Linked DNA regions of Cyprinus carpio: region 1 is linked to region 2. Evidence: chromatin contacts called from public Hi-C data. All regions are on one chromosome and are shown on one strand. Each heading gives the region's core, a stretch centred on a gene start, on an enhancer-like site or on the middle of the called end of the contact. The rest is flanking DNA. Distances are from core to core; before and after follow the strand shown. Region 1 holds the start of LOC109113276 (AT-rich interactive domain-containing protein 1B-like). Region 2 holds the start of tmem242 (transmembrane protein 242).

Region 1 (5,898 bases), core at 2,374-4,873, 850 kb after region 2:
CCGGGGAAAGTGGACCGCTTAAATGGGCTTCATGCTGAAGATAAGCCATTAACAACTCAAGTTATTCTTATAATAGCCTTTTTCTAAAAATGCAAATGAGCATAAATGTCAACATCATCTTCATGTGTCTAAAGAATTGAAATCTGTCACACTCAGCCTAACACGAACTCACTGATGTAATTCAACCCGTCTGCAATTTTATTCCAACCATTATTCCTGATCAAAGACACCACTAAATGTTTATTTATATGTGGGGCTCCATTTTTTTACATTTCCGGTGCAACATACATATAATTATTATTATAGTGTTATAATATTGTGCCATTTAACATGAATAGAAGGGGATTAAAACTATTTTATCCAGATTCCAGTCACTATAGCAAAAAAAAAAAAAACTATCTAATAAAAATCAAAAGGGGTGCAAGGGTAAGCATTGAAGAAGGTGGCTGCATTTCTTTAGTTTATGTGATGAGGACACCACAAGAGTGATGAGAGAGCCCCACTGCATTTTTTTTTCTCTCTCTCTCTATCTCTAAATTAACTATAGACAAACAGGCAAATATTTTAATGTTGTTAACAGACTTTGTTAATCATTAATCTGCTAAGGTACATCCAAAATGCTCTCAAGGCGTTGCACAAAATTTGTCAAGAATGAATGGAGGGTGTGAGGGCTATCAGGTGTCTTGGCATCTCTTCCAGTCATGTTTACTTGGCAGGCCTTGGGATTAGCCTGGGCAATCCAGCACTAATGTTCTTCATGTGCCACTATGAAAGCATGGCTTATCTGCATGTGTAAAGGTCAGGACTGCTCATCCATTCAGAGGAGGACCAGAGCCAAAGAGCATCTGATCGCACAGATGCAGAACTGGAGAACTGAAAGCAGGCAGCTTTTGCCTCTTGCTTATGATAAGCCATAAAGAAAAAAATTAACCACTGTGGTTTGTCTACAAATGCAGATTTAGAACTCAAAATAGACAAAACACATAACTGTGTGCATACTGGTTGTAAACAACAAACTAAAAAATTGTCAAAACATTGTTACACCAAACTGTTACACTATCAAGCATCTATTGTTTTACAAAGACAAAACCTACCGCATTTGGCTGGCTGAATATTAATATATGCTAAACTATTCCAATAGATTCATCAGCTTTCCCCCTGGACCTGCATAAAAACATATTAAGCAGCAAAGTCAATTGAACTTGAAAAACTCTGCCAGCTGGACTGTGAAATCCAAAGTTATATCTCAAAACCAAGTAGGCTGCCTATCTAGACAGCATTTTTCAACATTATAGTCTCATAACTTAGTGAGCTGCCAACCAAGATAGGATTTTTTTTGGCAATACATTCTTAAAACCCAGTGGGCTTCCCACCTAGAAAGCAATTTGGGGTCTTATGGTCTCAAAAGCTATGGCACAGACTACCTAGACAGCATTTGGGGTATCATAGTGACAAACCCTAGCGTGTCACCTACCTAGTCAACTGTTTGGGCTTTAATGGTCTCAAAACCTAGTGAGCTTCTTAGGTTTTTGAATACAGCTTTAGTCACCACCTCACCTTATAATTTCTTTATATTTTAATATGTTGTGTTTAAGACAGCCAGTACGAAAAATGTTTTAAAATACAGCTAGTGAATGTGAAAACATTAATTACTGCATAATGAAGCCAGACGGCCGCAATGGCGCTAACGCCAGCTAACAATGCTAATCAGTAGCGCTGTTGTCCTGAAACCACAGTCTAGCCATTCGTTTCAGAAAGACAGTGCTTACCGGTGACCAAACATTGAAAACGAAATCGAAATTTTATCTGGAAAATAGAATTAGAGCACAAAATCGCAATTGATCTCGGGAACGAAACGCACAAGCAGCGAATTGTATTTAGCAGCAGCGCAATGCTAGAATGTTCCACAATTTGAATGGCACCGAACTAACGAGCTCTTTATCGAAACCACGACCGATCATTTATTCAATAACACTGACTTTTTGGTAATAATGCTGTATTATTATACGGTCTATGAGAATATAAGCAGCCCAGCATGTCTTATCGCTGTATCGGGCATATCTTAAAGCAGAAATGAAAGTATCAGCGCAGGCTAAACTCTCATGCTAACACCGTTAGCACAGTCACCTTGGGCAGAACTTGACATGTTCTCCTGCCTGTCAATCCACACACACGCACAAACCCCGGAATAATCATAACTATAACAGGAGAAAACAAACTCAGCATTCTATTCCACCCTTTACACAGATAATTTGCATTGGATAAATATAAAAGCTGCACACTGGAAGCTAGTAATACGAGTAGCATCAGGCCACGGCTAGACCTGCATGCGAAACTTGACACACACGTACGCAAGCTAAAACGTTCACCTGAGCTCTGCCGTTCCCGTTATTCCCAGGACTCATGGCCGGGTGGCTTCTTTGTTGTGCTCCCCAGCCGTGGCTGGCGGCGGAGCTGTACGGGGAGCTCATGTCTTTGCCCAAACCCATCCCGGACTGCTGCTGCTGCTGCGGCGGGTTGCTGTAGTCTTGATAACCGCTGCCATATCCGCGCATCATCGGACTCGGAGATGTCAGGAGCTGGTTTAGGGTGGGTGTAGCTCCAGAAGGGTGCTGCTGGTTTTGTCCGGGGAACCTCTGAAAGCCCCCAACGTTGGCACCGGGAGCTGGGGTAACGTTAGTTGAGGCCATAGCAGCCTTGCCATGACTAGCAGCGGCAGTAGGCGAGTTGGTGCCTGGGCCCATCATGTTCCCCTGCCGCGACGGGCTCATCATACCGTATCCAGCGCCACCGTACCCCGGCCGGTAGTTGGGATAGTGGTTGTACGGATTATTATGATACCCTTCGTGGGAGTTTTGCACTTGATCCATGCTGCCCTGTGCTTGATGCATTAAAGCAGTCCTAGGGCTTTGTTGTCCGCCATGTTGATCAAAGCAAGGCCCTCCTCTTCCATTCCCGTAATAATGATTAAACTCAGAAACGGAGCTGTTCCCGCTTTGGGACGCGCCGCCGCCGGTGTTGTTGTTGTTATTATTGTTGCTCGTTGGTCCAAAGTGTGAGTGCTCGTACCTGCTGCCCATCCGATCCCCGCCGGTTTTGGACGAGCGCTCTTCCTCGTCGCTCGTGTTCAGCAAACGCGGATGGCGATCGACCTGCGTCTCCAGAGCGTTTTCTTTCCCTCCATGCTGCTGTCGATCTCCGCGCACGGGTGTCGGGTTGATGTTGTTGTTGTTGTTGTGCACGGCTCGCTGCTGTGGCTGCTGATGGAATGATGCTTGCGACTGTTGCTGTGGAGGTGTGCGATGATGAGGCGAAGGAGGGGGATCTCCGCTTCCAACATTTTTCACTTGATGATTCGCGACCAGACCCGTTTCCATACTCGAAGTCGCGGTTAAATGAGCAGAAAAGGCTGTGTGCGTTGATTCTCAGCGTCCGTGCTTTCGCAGAGACTATAGACGCATGCTGATGCCCATCTACATTATTCATTGAGGCAGCGCACAGCCCCACATCACACCGATTCCTCCTCACTCACACCATTAGATTTGGGATCGTGGATGGAGCCCTTGCCAGCGCCGTCCTGTCAGGGGATGACTGTGTGTTGCATGGGCACGATCTGTGAAAACAATTACTGAGGCGTTGAAACAGAAAAAAAAAATATATATATATATATATATATACTGAAATATACGTTTAACTGGTGGTGTTTGGGGATGAGCAGAGGCGTTAATATATTTTCACTTATTCAGAAGTTTATTTGCAATACCAAACATCCAATTCCCACAGAGGCAAATGTGACCGTGTATAAATGTGCATAAGACCCCTACCGGAGCCCCTTTGCTCCAGCATGGCATTATCAAGCATCTCCTCCAGCTCTCCACTGCTCTGCGCTGAGTCCGCTGGAAAACACGGACCGGCTGATTCGGAATCTTAGGATTTCTGTATTTACATTTGAATTCATTCCATTTTAAATAGCTAACCCTTGTATTATGTTCACTGATGTGTTTTGAAGTGCACACAAATAATTTTCTGACGATTTTGATGTTCGCGGGTCAATTTGAGTGTTTTGCTATCCTGGAAAGGGAAAAAAATAGCTTTTTTTCATTATTTTCAGTGCTGAAAAAATACTTTCTCAGACTCGGATGGTAAAAGTGAGCTATCATTTCTATTTTCAACGTATATGAAATACTATTTATCTTTTTCTTCCAGATTATTATTATTATTATTATTATTATTTACTTTTTCTCATTTAAGGCTAAGAACATGTGTAAATAAGTCGTGTTCCAAATTTACCAAAACTAGCCACCGGGTGCCATTCAAACTCTATTGATTTTTTTAAACTGAATTTTTCTGTCACAAATCTATAAATTCTTCACAAAATAACCACCAAATATGGAATCTTTCTGACCTTTCTGATGATATATATTTTGTCAAGATTCTAAAAAGTTTTGATTCTAAATGACCGTAATATATTTTGTAAAATGACAAAATGTATTACTAAGGGGGAGGAGCCCGCTAAAATAATTTAAAGTATCATTTCCATGGTAATGCAATGTCCAATTTCAAAATGATTTCTACAGGATGAATTTTGAGGTTTTAAGCTTTCAAATGATATATAACTCATGGTGATTACTTTTGTGACAAAGGTCAGAACTCCTATTAAAGTATGATGAATTATATGTTTTGAGGTGCACTCTTGTCATAAATTAATCTATTACTATTCCTACATAATTTGTAACAAAAACAGTGATAAAATATCTATTTTGAAGTCTTAGACCTTTCCAACGATATATAGTTTGTCACGATTAGATTAGGATTTAACTGTAATATAGTAGTATAGAATATACGTATAGAAGTAAACTTCTACCAGCGGGACGGTAACAGTTAAGGGATTAAAAATGTGGTTAAACACATTTTTAAAAAATTATACTTTTTGATCTTAATTGTTTGCACTGTGTGACAAATACTGATATTAAAATATTTCTGTTCATACCTGATTCCTTCTTGTTTTTAATAATGTGATATTTAGGGAATTGCATTGAAGGCGATTGGGGTCAATTTGACCCGCTCCATCAAAATTGTACCCAGAAACTGAACATAATACAAAGTTAAACTATAATTAGTGAACCTATACGTTCGTTACACTGCAAAGGCGACATGGACGTTATATCTGACGTGGCCTATTTTCCTAAAAAAGGTGCATTTACTTTTTAATGCTGTGGAGAGGCGTCAAATGCATTAATAATGTCGTAAATACTGTATGTATGAATGCAAACATGACATTTAAAATGAAATTTTGGAATTTTAAAACATATGCTGTTGTAATAATAGCAATGTTTACTTTTGCACAGAGTTTTAACAGCATGTTTTTTTATTTTTTTTATTTATGCATTTGATATATGCTTCCTTCCAAAGCAAATTCAGGATATACATTTTGTCCATGCATTTCCTAAGGAATTAAACTTATTACTTTGGGGTTGCCAGTGCTTTCTGAGCTATAGGAACTAATCTTGCTTTATGGTCTACCGGGGATCTCCAGTTCTAACCCTGCTCCAACACACCTGCCTGTAAATATTAATGAACCTTAAACCTACCTTGATTAGCTGATCAGGTTTGTTTAGGGTTGGAGCTAAAATCTGAAGGACGCTAGCTTTCCAGGGATGGGTATGGAGACCCCTGATACAACAAATACAAGTAAGCTTCGGAAATATAATAATGACTACAGTGTTTAATAAAACACAAAAAATAAGTTTTAAATAAAAAACTAAAAAAGGACATTTATGACTTGCACCATTACTATTCTTTCCCCCAACTGCTGATCCATATGATCGGGACTGTGAGATATTGGTTACATGGTAAGGCTACACATTGCCTTCAAAAACCAACCACATGAACTCATCG
Region 2 (6,381 bases), core at 1,560-4,059:
CTAGGAGACACAGGCTGTTCCAAAAGAACACAAAGATCGGGAAAGGGAAACTGTCGCCATGGAAACAGGGCCGCACCAAGACTATGTTTTGGAAGTTGTGGTATGGAATGTATGGGGCTTGGTGATGGGGGATGGGACACTGGAAAATCTCCGCTCCACACGTCCCCTTCTCCAAAGAGATTCTCTACAGGCAAACATGCTTCGAGTAATGCAGAGCATTGTGTTTTTAACCCTGAGCACAAGGCTCTCTTGTCTGAAGCATCTTTCACAGCTTGTGTTTGCATATTAACATGCTTTCATGAAAGTGGGATAGAAGTCATAAAATTCTGAAAGCACTACCCATTTTTGGACTTTATCATCAGTAATCATAATGATCACTTCAAACTCAAAAACAAAACAGCACTGTAGTGTACAGGGATGGTATCAGTTGGTAATATTGGTATTGAATGGTTTCTGTATTCATACCACGGTATCGCTCTGAGGTGCTTCCAAAAATACTAGGTATTTTCTCATGGGACACTCCTAAAAATAAAGCTTCTTTTTTTACAGCAATGCCATTAAATAATCCTTTTGGGTTCCCCAAGGAACCATATCTTGTTAGTGTGAAGAAATTTTAATAACCTTTTTCTCCACTTGTGCAATGGAAAGGTTCCAGGGGTGTTCAAGGTTCTTCATTATTCCATACACTCTTAAAAATAGAGGTGCTTCATGATGCCATAGAAGAACTTTTTTTGTCTAAATAGTTCCATAAAGAACTTTTAACATCTGAAGAAACTTTCTGTTTCACAAAAGGTTCTTTGAGGCGAAAGAAGGTTCTTCAGATTATAAAAAGGTAAGAAAGAGGTGGTTATTTAAAGAAGCTTTGACTGAATGGTTCTTTATGACATTGCTGTGAAGAACCCTTTAAGCACCTTTATTTTTAAGAGTGTATATGGCCTAAAAACGTTTTTTGCTAATGTCTGGAGTAGAGAGAAGACACTGAATCTAGTGTTTCAATGTACTTACTCAAAAGCAAAGAAGAGGCCACTGGTCACCAAAATGAGAACCGTTGTAAGATAGAAGACCCCGGTCTGCTTTGCCATCATTATCCTGCCGTTGCAGTAAAACTTATTTCGGCCAGGAAAAACCTGCCATTTCCTTTTGATCTTCTTCTTCTTGGTGTGTGGAGTGTCCATGGGTGAGGAGTTGTGTGTGCAGATCTGATTGTACTGGCACTCTCGGATGGGCTCCTCGACTCCAAGATGCATGTTGCCCGTCATCTACCCACCAGCAATAAAACACAACTTTAAAGCAACACAAGTGAATCAGAATTCAAACGTCCTTAAGGAACTAACGAGACAGCTGGATCTCTAAGAAACATCTCTGATCTGATGGAGGAAGCATTACACAACCCAGTCAAAGAAAAGCGTGGACCTGTAACCAAGGAACCATTTTCTTATCTCCATGTTTTCATTGAAATCTTCAATGTTTTAAATGCATTGCGTTAAAAACGCTAATATGTGCATCCGAAACGATGGGAAGGAAATAAGATCCGCGTGTTTGGTTCACATGTTTGTTTGGATAGCTCCTTCATTGCAGATGTCTATCCTCGACACAACAGGATGCGCTCCAGGACACAGAGGCATGTGGACATCATGCCCAGAAATGTCGCTTTGTCTGCGGGCGTCTTAAAGCTTGCAACTCCGTTAATGCGATTCAGAAGCAACCAAATCCACTCCAAACATTAGGAATATAACGTTAAGAGCGTCCTTCCGATGTCCTCGTAAACCCGTTCACTGGGAGGTTACAGTGCACGATCGGTTGCTAAAAATCTAGTTCTGACGCCGCATGCACGATACTGCAACAGCAGACAAACAGAGGCGGCTGTTTAGTCATCTGTATCGATGATGATGAAGGAGAGAGAGAGAGAGAGAGAGAGAGAGAGAGAGAGAGAGGAAGGATCGCTGTGCGCAGGATGTGGATGGAGTGGATCCCAGCGTGAACAACACACGATGACCCTATAAACAGCGGCGCCGTCTCAAATCATAGCCAGCTGTCTATGTAGACAGCATGTTTGGGTGTGCTCAAAACAAAAAAACAAAAGTGAGTTACGGTTTAAAACCTAGTGATCTGACAGTACAGCATTTCGAGTATGAGCCTCAAAACCCAGTGAGCTGCAACACTAGACCACGTTTTTTGGGGACCATATTTTAAAACCTAGCGAGCTGCCAATATAGACAACATTTTTGAGCATGCCTCAAAAGAGTGAATTGCCAGCATACACTGCTTTCAGTGGCATGTATTTCAAAAGTTTGCAATTTTTTTAATGTATCTCAAAACAGAGTGAAGGAGTTCCCTATATAGACAGCATATAAGCGCTTTATGTGTGCTTATGTTGTAGCATTATTAAAAACACTAACAAAATAAAATAAGAAAATATTTCATAATGTTTTTAAATATTGTAATAATACAGTATAACCACACAAACGTGTTTAAGCTCCTTCTCCCTGTCTGTGATGGTGTCTAGGCACTCGGTTTTACACACAGCCGATCTGATCAGCGGAATCTCAGTCCTCCTCTCACAGACACATGTCTAGTTCCACAAAATCTCACTTTATTATGAGTTTGAAGATATTGTTTTGTCATGATGACAAATAAAACACAATACCTACAGAACTGCGGGTATCCGCACAACACAAATCCTTACGGTCTTGTTGTTACTCTGCCATTATTTGAATTTAGTTTAATTTTATTCTTATTATCATGTCTCAATTATAAATATATAAATATAACAGCAGGCAGGCTTATTATGCCATTTATGCCCAGTGAAAGCTGTACGTCATTTGTATTATGAAACGTTCCGCCTGACGTGTTTCCGCCGGAAGTCTGTGTCAGTCGGACCCGTTCAAGATGTCAGTGGAGCAGACGCGCGCGAGTGGGCAACTCAATGACACCGAAGACGACAAATCACACTTGATAAAAGGTTTGACGTATTTTAATAGCATATTCGACCATTGGTGTTTATGAACTAAGCTTTATGAATTATCCGTCGATGTCACTCATTTGGATAACTGACCTTATTCTGATTAATCATACATTAAAGCAGAAACCCAGACCTAAAGGTTAAATGTCATATGTAACCACAAAACCAGTCATAAGGCTCCATTTTTTTAATTGAGCTAAATAAATAAGCTTTCCAATGATGTATAGTTTGTTAGCATAAGACAATATTTGGCTGAGATACAACTATTTGAATATCTGGAATCTGAGGGTGCAAAAAAATCTAAATACTGAGAAAATCATCTTTAAAGTTGTCCAAATTAAGTTCTTAGCAATGCATATTACTAATCAAAAATTAGGTTTTGATATATTTACAGTAAGAAATTTACAAAATATCTTCATGGAACATGATCTTAACTAATATCCTAATGATTTTTGGCATAAAAGAAAAATCGATAATTTTGACCCACACAATGTATTGTTGGTTATTTCTACAGATAGCTGTGCGACTTATGACTGGTTTAGTGATCCAGGGTCACAAATAATTTATGAAGACGGTTAAGTCCATATTCGCGACATTCTACAATTCTGGTATTTTTAATAATTAGCAAGTAACGATTTACGATTCGTGGACAAATCTTTCTTGGAGTCAAATCTTTTTAGTGAACTTGTTAAAGGGATACTCCATCCCAAAATGAAAACTTTGTCATTAATCACTTACCTCCATGTCGTTCCAAACGTGTAAAAGCTTCGTTCGTATTCGGAGCACAATTTAAGATATTTTGGATGAAAACCAGGAGGCTTGTGACTGCCCCATAGACTGCCAAATAAATAACAGTGTGAAGATCCAGAAAAGTATGAAAAGCATCGTCAGAATACTCAATCTGCCTTCAGTGGTTCAACCGTAACGTTATGAAGCAACGAGAATACTTTTTGTACATGAAGAAAACAAAAATAACGACTTTATTCAACAATTCCTCTCCTCTGTGTTTCTCCAAATCAGTGTAGCACCATTTTGGCAATTCTGATCGCGCTGCGCCGATGCATTGTTTGCTTTCAAACCAAAGCATAAATACACGTAAAAAATGTGCTATTGTGGCGCGGCTGATACAGAAGAGTGTACGCCATCTGCGCCTTGTTTAGTTAATTTTTGACTTTTGGAAACATGTACTCTCTCGTCAGGATCATGATAGTGTAACTTATCATTCTGCAATTAAATATGATTTTCTTAATCAATGATAGATCACTGAAGCATACCATCGATTAACATCCTCAGACCTCTTTATACAGTACACTAAAATCAGTTTCTATGGTCCTCTGCTCTGTTTGCGCTCTGTGCGTGTGTCACGGTGCTGTTACTTCATGCGGTCTGTAGAAGATGAATGCATGAGTCTGGCTCTGGACCTGCACTCTCTGCCAAAAAAACCAAAATGTGCTGCAGTCAGTGTTAGTTAATGATGCCTCCAGCAGTGCAGTTGTAGTACTTGATTCTTCAGTCCAGTAGCTTTTGGATCAGTGTTATTACTGCGGTGTATATATTATTGTCCAGACTGCTGTTGAAGCAGACAGTGTTGTCACGTTATCGACCGCATGTTCATAACTATGACTATTCCTTTAAAATGTTGACCTCAGTCTGTTGTCTCTTATTCAGCCGGTGCTTTCCTCACTACTGTAGCCACAGCAGGTATGATTGCAGGGTTCGGTTGCACCCTTGCCGTGGCTAAGAAGAAGAGTCCTGACTGGTTCAATAAGGTATCAAGCTTTTCTGCAATACATTACTGACATTTAGTACTAACATGCGTCAACTACACACTTAAAATCAACAGTTTTCTTTTGGGGTTTTGTGAAAATAAGGATTTAAATGCCATATAAGTGAAGAAATTACAACAGCTGTTGTAAAATAATTTTGGTAACACTTTAATTAAAGTCTTTATGTATAATGCAAGGGTTATTAAATGGTGTAATGCATTATAACGTGCATTACAATGCATAATTAATGCATTAAAACTACTTTTATAATGCATTGTACATAAAGGCTTTAAGTAAAGTGTTACCATCATTTTATTTAGTGTGATTATTTTTTCTATCAAAATTAATATTCAACTCAACAGTGTTCCAAAAACATTACCCTGACACAGTGTCCTATTATTATTATTATTATTTTAGGAATAAGAAATCCTATTATTATTTTGGGAATAAGAAATCCTATTATTGTATTATGGTTATTATCATCATCAGCTATAATATTCAACTCAACTAAGACGCAAAGAAAAATGAGATTTAAAACGTAGCTCAGAATGTGAGCAAATGTTTTTTTTTAGTCCCATTCAGTGTGTTATATTAGTCCTAGTCCTTAAATATTTTGAAAATGTGACATCATAGTGCTCCTCTGCTTACAGAAATCATTTTCTTCTTTCTTGGAAGCTGTTTGTGCTCTGGTTATTCATCTAATCAGCAGAGCATGGCAGGCTGATGTCTGCGAACTTCACTGAATTAGACACTGCGTAAATGCTGACATCGATTCCATTTTATGACTTGTTTTGAACATAAACTCAGAAATAAAGAGAGGCCTCTTTGTTTTGTCTTTTTTTTTTTTTTTGCATTCCTATTTTTAGACCACTCTCACATCAGTAAACACACGTCTTGCCAAAAATGCTTTTTAAGTGGCTAAATCCAGTATGAGGTCAGTGACGCGACGGATCATGTGTCTTGCCCGGTTCCAGTAATGACAAATCACTTGACTAGACCTGTTATATCCTCTCAAATAATAAATCATTTAGATTATAAATAATGATTATAATGACTTTATAGTTGTCATTTTTATTATTGTTTAACAAAAACGCTAAAATCTGTTTCTAGAGCACGTTCCTCGATGGCTGCGACATGCTTAGCTCTAATAACAGCAAATCTAATATGCAGAGCACTAAAAACACTAAATTACATTAAATCAGTTAATGTCATTAGCGGTGGCTGCATCTGTTGGAGACTTGCGTAAACAAACTACTTAGACATGAAGTCAAAATGGTCCCTATTTACTTCCTTAATAATATGTGTTCCTGATCGGGGGCTTTACAGTAGTTTGACTCTCTTTAAAATCGTTTTGGATTTATAATTAATGCTGTTTGTAATGAATCCCAGTATTATGTTTGTTTTATACCTACACTATATTTTTATATCTGTTCTGAATACTGTTGCATTTAAATTATTTGTTGTGGAGCTAAAATGTGTTTATATTTTTAATAATGTTTTTAAGAATTTTGCTAGGTTTACCTGTATTTTACTTGATGATCTGTTTTTTTTTTCACCTTTTATATTTTGGAGGGGAACTATTAAGTGTGGTTGCAGATGTGTTTTTACTCCTGAAATCTGAGAAATAATGGGGTTTTATGATGCTCAATCCTT

Evidence for each region. A called contact is a pair of places that touch in the nucleus more often than the background predicts.
Region 1: a contact with region 2 is called in a Hi-C map of liver, with 6 times the contacts expected there. The contact joins the promoter of LOC109113276 here to the promoter of tmem242 in region 2. A contact is called at or near these places in 5 of 8 Hi-C or Micro-C datasets (liver and skeletal muscle).

The regions. Positions count from the first base shown.
Region 1 is chrB20:5,192,951-5,198,848 of ASM1834038v1, forward strand. It overlaps LOC109113276 (AT-rich interactive domain-containing protein 1B-like), which reads right to left and starts at 3,624. Exons shown (of 21, transcript XM_042746443.1): 1 at 2,370-3,624. The coding sequence starts at 3,377.
Region 2 is chrB20:4,338,967-4,345,347 of ASM1834038v1, forward strand. It overlaps tmem242 (transmembrane protein 242), which reads left to right and starts at 2,810. Exons shown (of 4, transcript XM_019126062.2): 1 at 2,810-2,962; 2 at 4,631-4,731. The coding sequence starts at 2,890. It overlaps zdhhc14 (palmitoyltransferase ZDHHC14), which reads right to left and starts at 2,145. Exons shown (of 9, transcript XM_042746452.1): 1 at 1,006-2,145. The coding sequence starts at 1,259.